2 separate regions of the Arachis hypogaea genome follow, and region 2 is linked to region 1. The links are chromatin contacts, called in public Hi-C maps. All regions are on one chromosome and are shown on one strand. The core of a region is the stretch at or near the end of the contact, and the rest is flanking DNA. Distances in the headings are between cores, read along the strand shown. Region 1 holds the start of LOC112703620 (TPR repeat-containing thioredoxin TTL1). Region 2 has its middle 6.8 kb from the start of LOC112703621.

What was found. A called contact is a pair of places that touch in the nucleus more often than the background predicts.
Region 2: a Hi-C map of leaf shows a contact between it and region 1, with 5 times the contacts expected there. The contact joins the enhancer-like site here to the promoter of LOC112703620 in region 1. A contact is called at or near these places in 3 of 8 Hi-C or Micro-C datasets (leaf and an unstated tissue).

Annotation. Positions count from the first base shown.
Region 1 is chr7:79,733,607-79,737,496 of arahy.Tifrunner.gnm2.J5K5, forward strand. LOC112703620 (TPR repeat-containing thioredoxin TTL1) reads right to left here and starts at 1,502. Exons shown (of 7, transcript XM_025755167.3): 1 at 11-1,502. The coding sequence starts at 963.
Region 2 is chr7:79,825,476-79,829,294 of arahy.Tifrunner.gnm2.J5K5, forward strand. No RefSeq gene overlaps it. Among protein-coding and RNA genes, the nearest start is that of LOC112703621, 6.8 kb to the right of the region's middle. Within about 2 kb of position 1,491, at least 2 of the 3 cell types and tissues checked have open chromatin away from gene starts, as enhancers often do.

The sequences.
Region 1 (3,890 bases), core at 252-2,751:
GCAATCACACCTTAAGAAAAGAGATGCCAAACGATGATGAGCCCTGCCATAATTAGGATCCAACCTCACAGCCTCTTCACACTCCCTCACAGCCTCACCTAGCCTCCCAAGACCTGTAAGGGCCGCCGCGCGGTTGCTCCGGTAGGCGGCACTTGCCGGAGAAAGCGCAATTGCCCGATCATATAACCCTAATGCCTCGGCGAAGTGGCCCCTCTTGTAATGCTCATTCCCAGCTCTCTTCAGCTCCTCCGGATCCGAACCCTGCGTCGCTCCCCTCTTCGCCACATTGCCTTCGCCGCCAATGCCGCTGCTCGACCGCACGCTTGGGATCCCTGGCGAATCAGGCGTGCTGCTGCCGCTCTTTCCGCCGCCGCGAATTATGCTTCCGTGGCCGTAATTCCCCATGCCGGAGCCCAAAACGTCGCTCCTCGAGCTCCGATTCGCCGCCATGCCTGTCTTCACGATCCTACCGGAGGGACAGATGTTTCCGGTGGGGAGGACGTTCAGCGGCGGCGAATTCACGGCTGAGGAGGAAGAGGAGGAGGAGCCTCCGTTCTGACCTGAATAGATTGAATCAGATCTCGCTTGACCCGGTTTCAGGATCCGAGTGTTCCCGCCGCCGGTTGCGGTTGGGCTGTTCTCACTTGAACCAGAAAGCTCGCCAGAGTGGTTGTTGTTGCCGTTGCTGTTGGTGTGTCCCGAATCGGATCTTCTGGAAACCGGGTTGGTTCGACCCGAGAAGGATCCGGATGAGCTTGAGCTGCTACTGGCGGCAGGTCCTCCGTTTCCAGCGGCGCCGACCGCGTGGTGAGCCGTACGAAGCGGCGATACTGGCGAGCCCAGATCGAGTTCGCGGAAATCTGGTTTGTTAGCGTCTCGACTGGCGGCCTCGCAACTCAGTGAGTCACGGAATCGGTCAGTGACCGAATCCAACTCGGTAACGGGCTTCCCCGGATGCGACATTGTGAAGGGCGAGCTGAATGGTTTCTGAATATGGCCTCAAAGTTGGAACTTTCTCGAACCTCTCTTTTCCCCTCTTTCCACTCTCTCTCTCTCTCTCTCAAACTGCAATGTGCGAAAATGAAGAAGCTACAGAGAGTGAAGAAGCACGAGTTTCAGAGGCCTGGAACAAGAACAAGAACAAGACATGAATGTGAAGAAGGAGAAAGAAAGGAAAGAGAGAAAGAGATGGGGATCTCGTGATATAAAAGGAGCAAGCAAAGAATGAATGTGAAGTGTCCTAGCTAGAGAGAGAAAAAATAAAAACTATATCTCTGATTTTTCTCTTTTTTTTCTAGTGAGAGAGAGTGAAAAAGAAATTAGCATCGCAGTGATGAGAAGAAGAGAGAGAGAGAGAAAGAAGAAGAAGAATGAGAAGAGAAGAGAAAGAAGAAGAAGAGAGAAAAAAGAACCAGGTTTTGTGTTTTTTTTTTCTTTTTTTTTTTTCCTCTCTTTCCCCTTCTTCCTTCACCTGCTGCTTCACGAGACAAGGTTTTTACTTCTTTTCTTTCTCTTTTCTTATTATTATAATTATATTTCGATTTTTTGTTTTCATTTTTTTCGCTTGGACAGATGTCACCCACTCTCGCATGGTAAACAGTGAAAATCACTCTCTAAATTCTCTCCTCACATCCATGCAGCCAAAATTTTCCAATTTCACTTGCCACTTGTCACCAATTTTTGTAACTCTCACAAAAGTAGATAAGTTTTCTCCTTTTTCTTTATTTTTTAATTTTGGGATAAATAGCGGAATTTATAGCAGGTGATAACCTCGTGCGATTTCTACAATGAAATTTTCTTTTTCACATGCAAACTCATAAAGGGTAGGTTTTTATATTTCATCTCAAAATGGTACTCATTAATTTCCCAAACTCATGAAAATCCATAATGAAGGAATCGCAGCCTCTAATTCCCTTGTATCTCCTAAAAGTGCAAAATTTCTTAATTATGGGATTTAAAAGCCACATAAGTTTTCCATCACAACTTTGAATGTCATGGAGAGAGAGAAAAATTCAATTCAAGAGCCTTCAATCTTGCAAAATGCGGTGTCAATAAAACGGTGCAAATTAAATGCATGCTAGAAAAGTAAGAACAAGTGGTGTTATATGCAGTGTAAAGTCACATGGTCACTCAGAGTTTTGACACAAACAAAAGTGTTTTTTAGGTTTGTTAACTTAAGAATTTTACTTTTTCTAATTAATTTCAAAATAATAATATCATTTTGCTCAACCAGACAATTATTTAAGAATAGATCAAGTATTGGACAACCTACGAAACCCATACACCAAATCTTACATTAAAACCTCCCACTATTAAATTGCCTAATCCATGAGTTCGAATGCAATAAATGTGTAATTAAGGCCCCCCAAGATCCAATGCAAGTGCCAAGTAAATCACCCAATAACCCCGCGTGATTTGCCCCTAAATTAGTGCAAAAACCTTTTCTTTTTTCTTTCTTGATTAACAATTTAACATGAATGCAATGTTTTGTTTGGTGGGGGAGGTGAAGGAATTAGAAGCCCTTATCTTCTTCTTCTTCTTATTATTAATTTTGCGTTTGTGTTTTGTGTTAAAATTAAGGAGTGTGTCCAACCAATTAATAATTAATAACCCCTTCTACCAATGGCATTGCATTCTCACACTCATCCATCTACATCTCCAGCCAATACCCACGTGGCAAACAGAGAATGGCCCGTGGGGACCCTACAAACATATCAAAATCAACCCTTTACATTTAGCAGCACCAGCCAGCAAATAAGTTCGTTCATGTCTCTTCTAAGATTTATATTTTTAAGTGAGATTATTGTATAAAAATGTTTTTAACTTTAATATAAATCTAATTACATTCTTTTTTTAGTTTGCATAAATATTCAAATAGTACGTGAATGAATAAAGTATAATATTGATATTAATTGTATAACTAATATTGGGAAAATAGATGCCTGGGTTTTAGTTATTCATTTCTCAATTCTGCTTATTTTTTAATCATGCTTAATAATTACCAAATCAGTAATTATATGTAAAGAATATATGTTAAATTATAAAATATATATTAAAAATAAATTTGATAATACATATACCAATACATAAATACATACTTATATAATAATTAATTTAATAATTAATTTTTTGTATATACATAGTATTTTTTATTTTTCAAAATGCTACTTTAACTTTTTTTTTCTTTTCACTTAACTTTATCATTTTCATTATTGTGAAGATGTGAAAATAAACTTTAAATAGAGACATAAAAAAAAATCAATTATTTTATTTAGCACCAATTCAATAATTTTGTTTGATTACAATTAGGCATTAAATGCAAGTACTTCATATATAGTAATTTGACTTAACTCAAATAGTAGTATAAGACTAATTGAGATTTAATAGCCCATTTTAAAACAAATATATTTCCATTTTAACAAAAGAACGATCTCTCATCCCATGATCCCTCTCTAATTACACTAAAAAATAAGAAAAAAGATTCATTATTTATTTGTGTCTTAAACACCAACCTACAATGCATAACTAAAGGGATATCCATGTAGCATCAAGCATTATTCAGAAGCATTTAGCAACCCTCCAAAAACCCCATCACCATGAATTCAACATCACTCACACACATCTCACTTGAGACCACCAGTGGGGCCCACAACCACACCTCCATTACTCTATGTTCCTATACAAACCTTGCCCTCTTTTTATTTTTCACAGTTTTTTCTATTTATTTATTTTTTCAGTTATATTCTGTTCCTCCAAATTATGCTCATGACAATTAATAAAATAAATAAAATGAATGAAAAAGGGTCGAAACTCGAAACTATTTCGTAACATTGTTCAATTTTAATTTATGTGGTTATATTTATTTGAGTGATATATTTCATTTCTACATT
Region 2 (3,819 bases), core at 241-2,740, 92 kb after region 1:
ATGCAGCTTTAATTTGGACTATATTTATAAGAACATGATTAATAAGATATTGATTAATCTGATGGTAATTAATAGAGGTCCCTTTAGAGAGCAAGGGTTACCAACAATATTTTTTTAAAATATGTTATCATCTCTAGGACACAGCAAATAAACTTTTGACTAAGACATCATGACACATTCCATTGTAATTAACGATTTTGCTATAGAATTAATTTTTTAATTAACACTCAGTTAATAAAGTAATAAATAAGTATTAGAGAAATAAAAAGAAAAAAATTAAAGGAAAAGAGAAAAATATTAACCTTTTTTTGTAAATACTTTTATGTTGTTAATTTAAATGTAGTTTTTGTTAATAAATATTTAGTAACTGTTTTGCAACTACTGCCAAAAAATCTTGAAACAAATGGACAGCTAAAATTATTGCTTATGCTGAAAAAATAAGTGACTTAGTTTTGTTACACAAATAAAAGGTGTTCAAATTTGTTACTATGTGCCTTAAGGATGGTAGTCAAAATTTTGGCCCATCTTTAAATGGGTTATTAAATAAAGAATATAATATTAATTCTTTATTAATTAAATAAATTTTAATTTTTTATTTAAAAATTTAAAAATTATGGTTTAGAATTTAAAATTTAGAATTTAGAATAAAATTTTTAGAGCTCATAATCTAGAATTTAGAGTATAAAATTTAAGTTTTAAAATTCAAATGCGTTGCATTCTTTAATTACTTTTTCCAAAACGCATTACCATTCGTTTAAAATTTTTAGAATAGAAATTTAGAGAATGTGCACTCATTGTAAAGTTAAAAATTTAATATTTTTAATGCATATTATGTATTTAATAATTAAAAAAAATCTACTAATAAAAATAACCTTAACAAATTAACTAGCAAAGTATATCAACAACCAATTATCACCAAATATCAAATTAAAACCAATACTAATGAAGCTTCAACCTCATGTTACTCTCTGCCATGTAGGGTAAAAAAAAAAAAAAAACTCAACCAATATTATTGAAGATCATAATGGCATATTATTGATTTTCACTCCTCATTTTCCAAAACAACTATATTATACAATAATGATTGTTCCTGCTTTGTGACAAAACCCTTCAAATTTTATGGTGGTGGCTATAGTGGCATATGAATCACAATCCATAACTGATCAAAGTCCACACCACTAACAATGAAAATTAACATACTAACCTTGGGACCCTGTGATGATGAACATAATATCATTGTCTTATATCCTCTTATCAATCCCCATGTAGAGTTGTGACTCTATTATATAATATCAAGGTCATTACCATAATATATATGTGAAATGAGATGAATATAAATAATTCCAAAAAGTAGAAATGGCTTAATGGGCCACATGGGTCCCTCTCTGTATCCTGATTCCTTGAAAAGCTTGCCAGAAATAGTAAACCTGGCCCAACATCATTGACTTTTCATGGGCCAATAATGGGTCCATTATTGAGAGGCCCATACTCCCACCCACTTATTAAGATTCTTGATAAGTCCTCTCATTGGATGAGACTTCAATGATACACATGTTGCTTATAATGTCATAATAATATAAGCTCCAGATTCATAACGCTAGCTATTTTTTTTAATAATAATTATATAGTATATTAATATTATGATTAAGAAGCTTGACTTCAACGAAAGGTGACACCCACCTTTTTATTTGGAAAAAGAGCAAGGGAAATAAATTTTCAGTTAAGGTCTTTAACAATGGGGTCCAATCCATGTTACTTTGGATTCAACCATTCTTATATTTCAAAATACAAATATTAATTCATCAAGCATCGATTTTATTTTTAATTTTTTTTCCTGGACATGAACTTTCTCACATGGACCAAGCAACAAGAAGTTCCTACCATATATGCTAATGGCTCCAACTTGCAATAAATAAATATTATTTTGCAGGGATTATTTTTGTGTTGATTCATTGGGGCTCATCAATTTGCTTAGTTTCCTAAAATGCAATGATTGACGTGTGAATTAATTAAATGGGAAAAGATAGTGTTGGTTGTTATGCTCCAATATAAGGTATGCAAAATTTGGAAGCGGAATATGTTCTATTAGAGAAATCAACCAGGTAAATGATTCAATGAGATAGTGACATTTGATGTAACTTAGAATAAAAATAAAAATATAGTGGAATAGCATCAATGTTGAACATCCTCTTCAAAATGTTAATTCTTAAATAATGGCTTAAGAGTTCGAAAATGAAGTTTTATACTTTTATTTGTGAATGAGTGTCATGAAGGAAAGAGTTAAAATTTCAAAACTCAGAAATTTTCAAGTTTCAATCAAAGTTCAAAACTTTATTTCTTCTACAAATTTTTTAACTTTTTATATTACCAAGGACCGTTAGCAAAATTTAACATTTATATTGAGAAATAACTAGCAAAATCCTAAAAATTAGAACATAATTTATTACTTAGCATATTTATTTTTGCAAAATATTTTTTAATTTAGTAAGTCAAAGATTAATTCGTCTTAAATTTAAGTTTTATTTAAAGGTGGATGTTAATCAATAAATTATTATATACACAAGGCAAAAAATCAAACTTCCAATACTTATTTTAACGAATAAATAAACTGACCACTCAACTAACTCAATTGACTATTTTATTACTTAACATATTAACTGCTGCATTGTAAATGTTGGGAAAGAATGGTATTGAAATTTAAGAGAAAAATTGCTAATCCACCACTAGTTTGCATTTGCTATTCACACCGTTTCTTTTGCCGCATATGTGGCATATAATGCTTCTTTTGAAGACAAAATCCAAATACTTATGTCCAAATCATGCGGAGATCCTTATAAAGTATACATAGTGATGCCAACGGGTTTCCACTTTGGATGTACACTTCATTAAATTAAAGCAAAAGATTAAAAAAATTAATTTAAATTAGCCAAGTGATCAGCTTACTCATATGTATAAATAAGTGTCGGAGGTTTGAACCATGTCTTGTGTATATAGCAATTTATTAGCCAACAATAAACTTTTAAATGAAACTCAAATTTGCGATGAATTAGTCATTGACTTGATGAGTTAGAAAATACCATAGGACACCCAAAAAACAAAAAGCAAAAGATTAAGAAAGATGATTGAAAGAAGCTAGTCCTCAAATTTAGTGATGAAAAGGATATGGAAAAGGAAAACAAATGCCTAGACCGGTCAATTAAACAAGTAAAAAGGCACGAATATATCAACTTTATTCTTTTATTCGTTTTTAACATTTTTTTATTTATAATTAATCAACTTTTTTCATCAAATACCAATAGAAGTATACCACATATTGAACCAAACTGGTATGCTTTCCTACTTTATATGGCTTTTATTGAAAAGAAACATATTTTAATTTTAATTTCTTTTGTTGTGGGTAGAGGAGGAGAGAAGCCCAAGATCATATTTCCAAGTTTGAAATTGCTATGAGACTTCGTAGTTGGTATTGCTAAGAGTCCACTCCACCTATTACCATTTACAATAATATTAGAAATAAAAGGTTTAATTTTTTTAAAAGTTTAAAAAAGAGTTGCTGTATCTTTTTCCTTTCTTTGGTTAATAAATTGGCTATTAATAATTACATAAAATGATATAACTGAATATTAAAATAAATTAGCATGAAAACTAAAATCATATTTCGTCTCACTTATATAGTAGTTCACAAGTCAATAATCTGATTGAAGTACATTGCCTATATTTTGGAAAATACCACTAGCAACTATTATATTATGGAATAATATTATCTCTTCACAACTTTGAACTTTGGGAGTTGGAACTATGATGAGTTGGAACTATGAT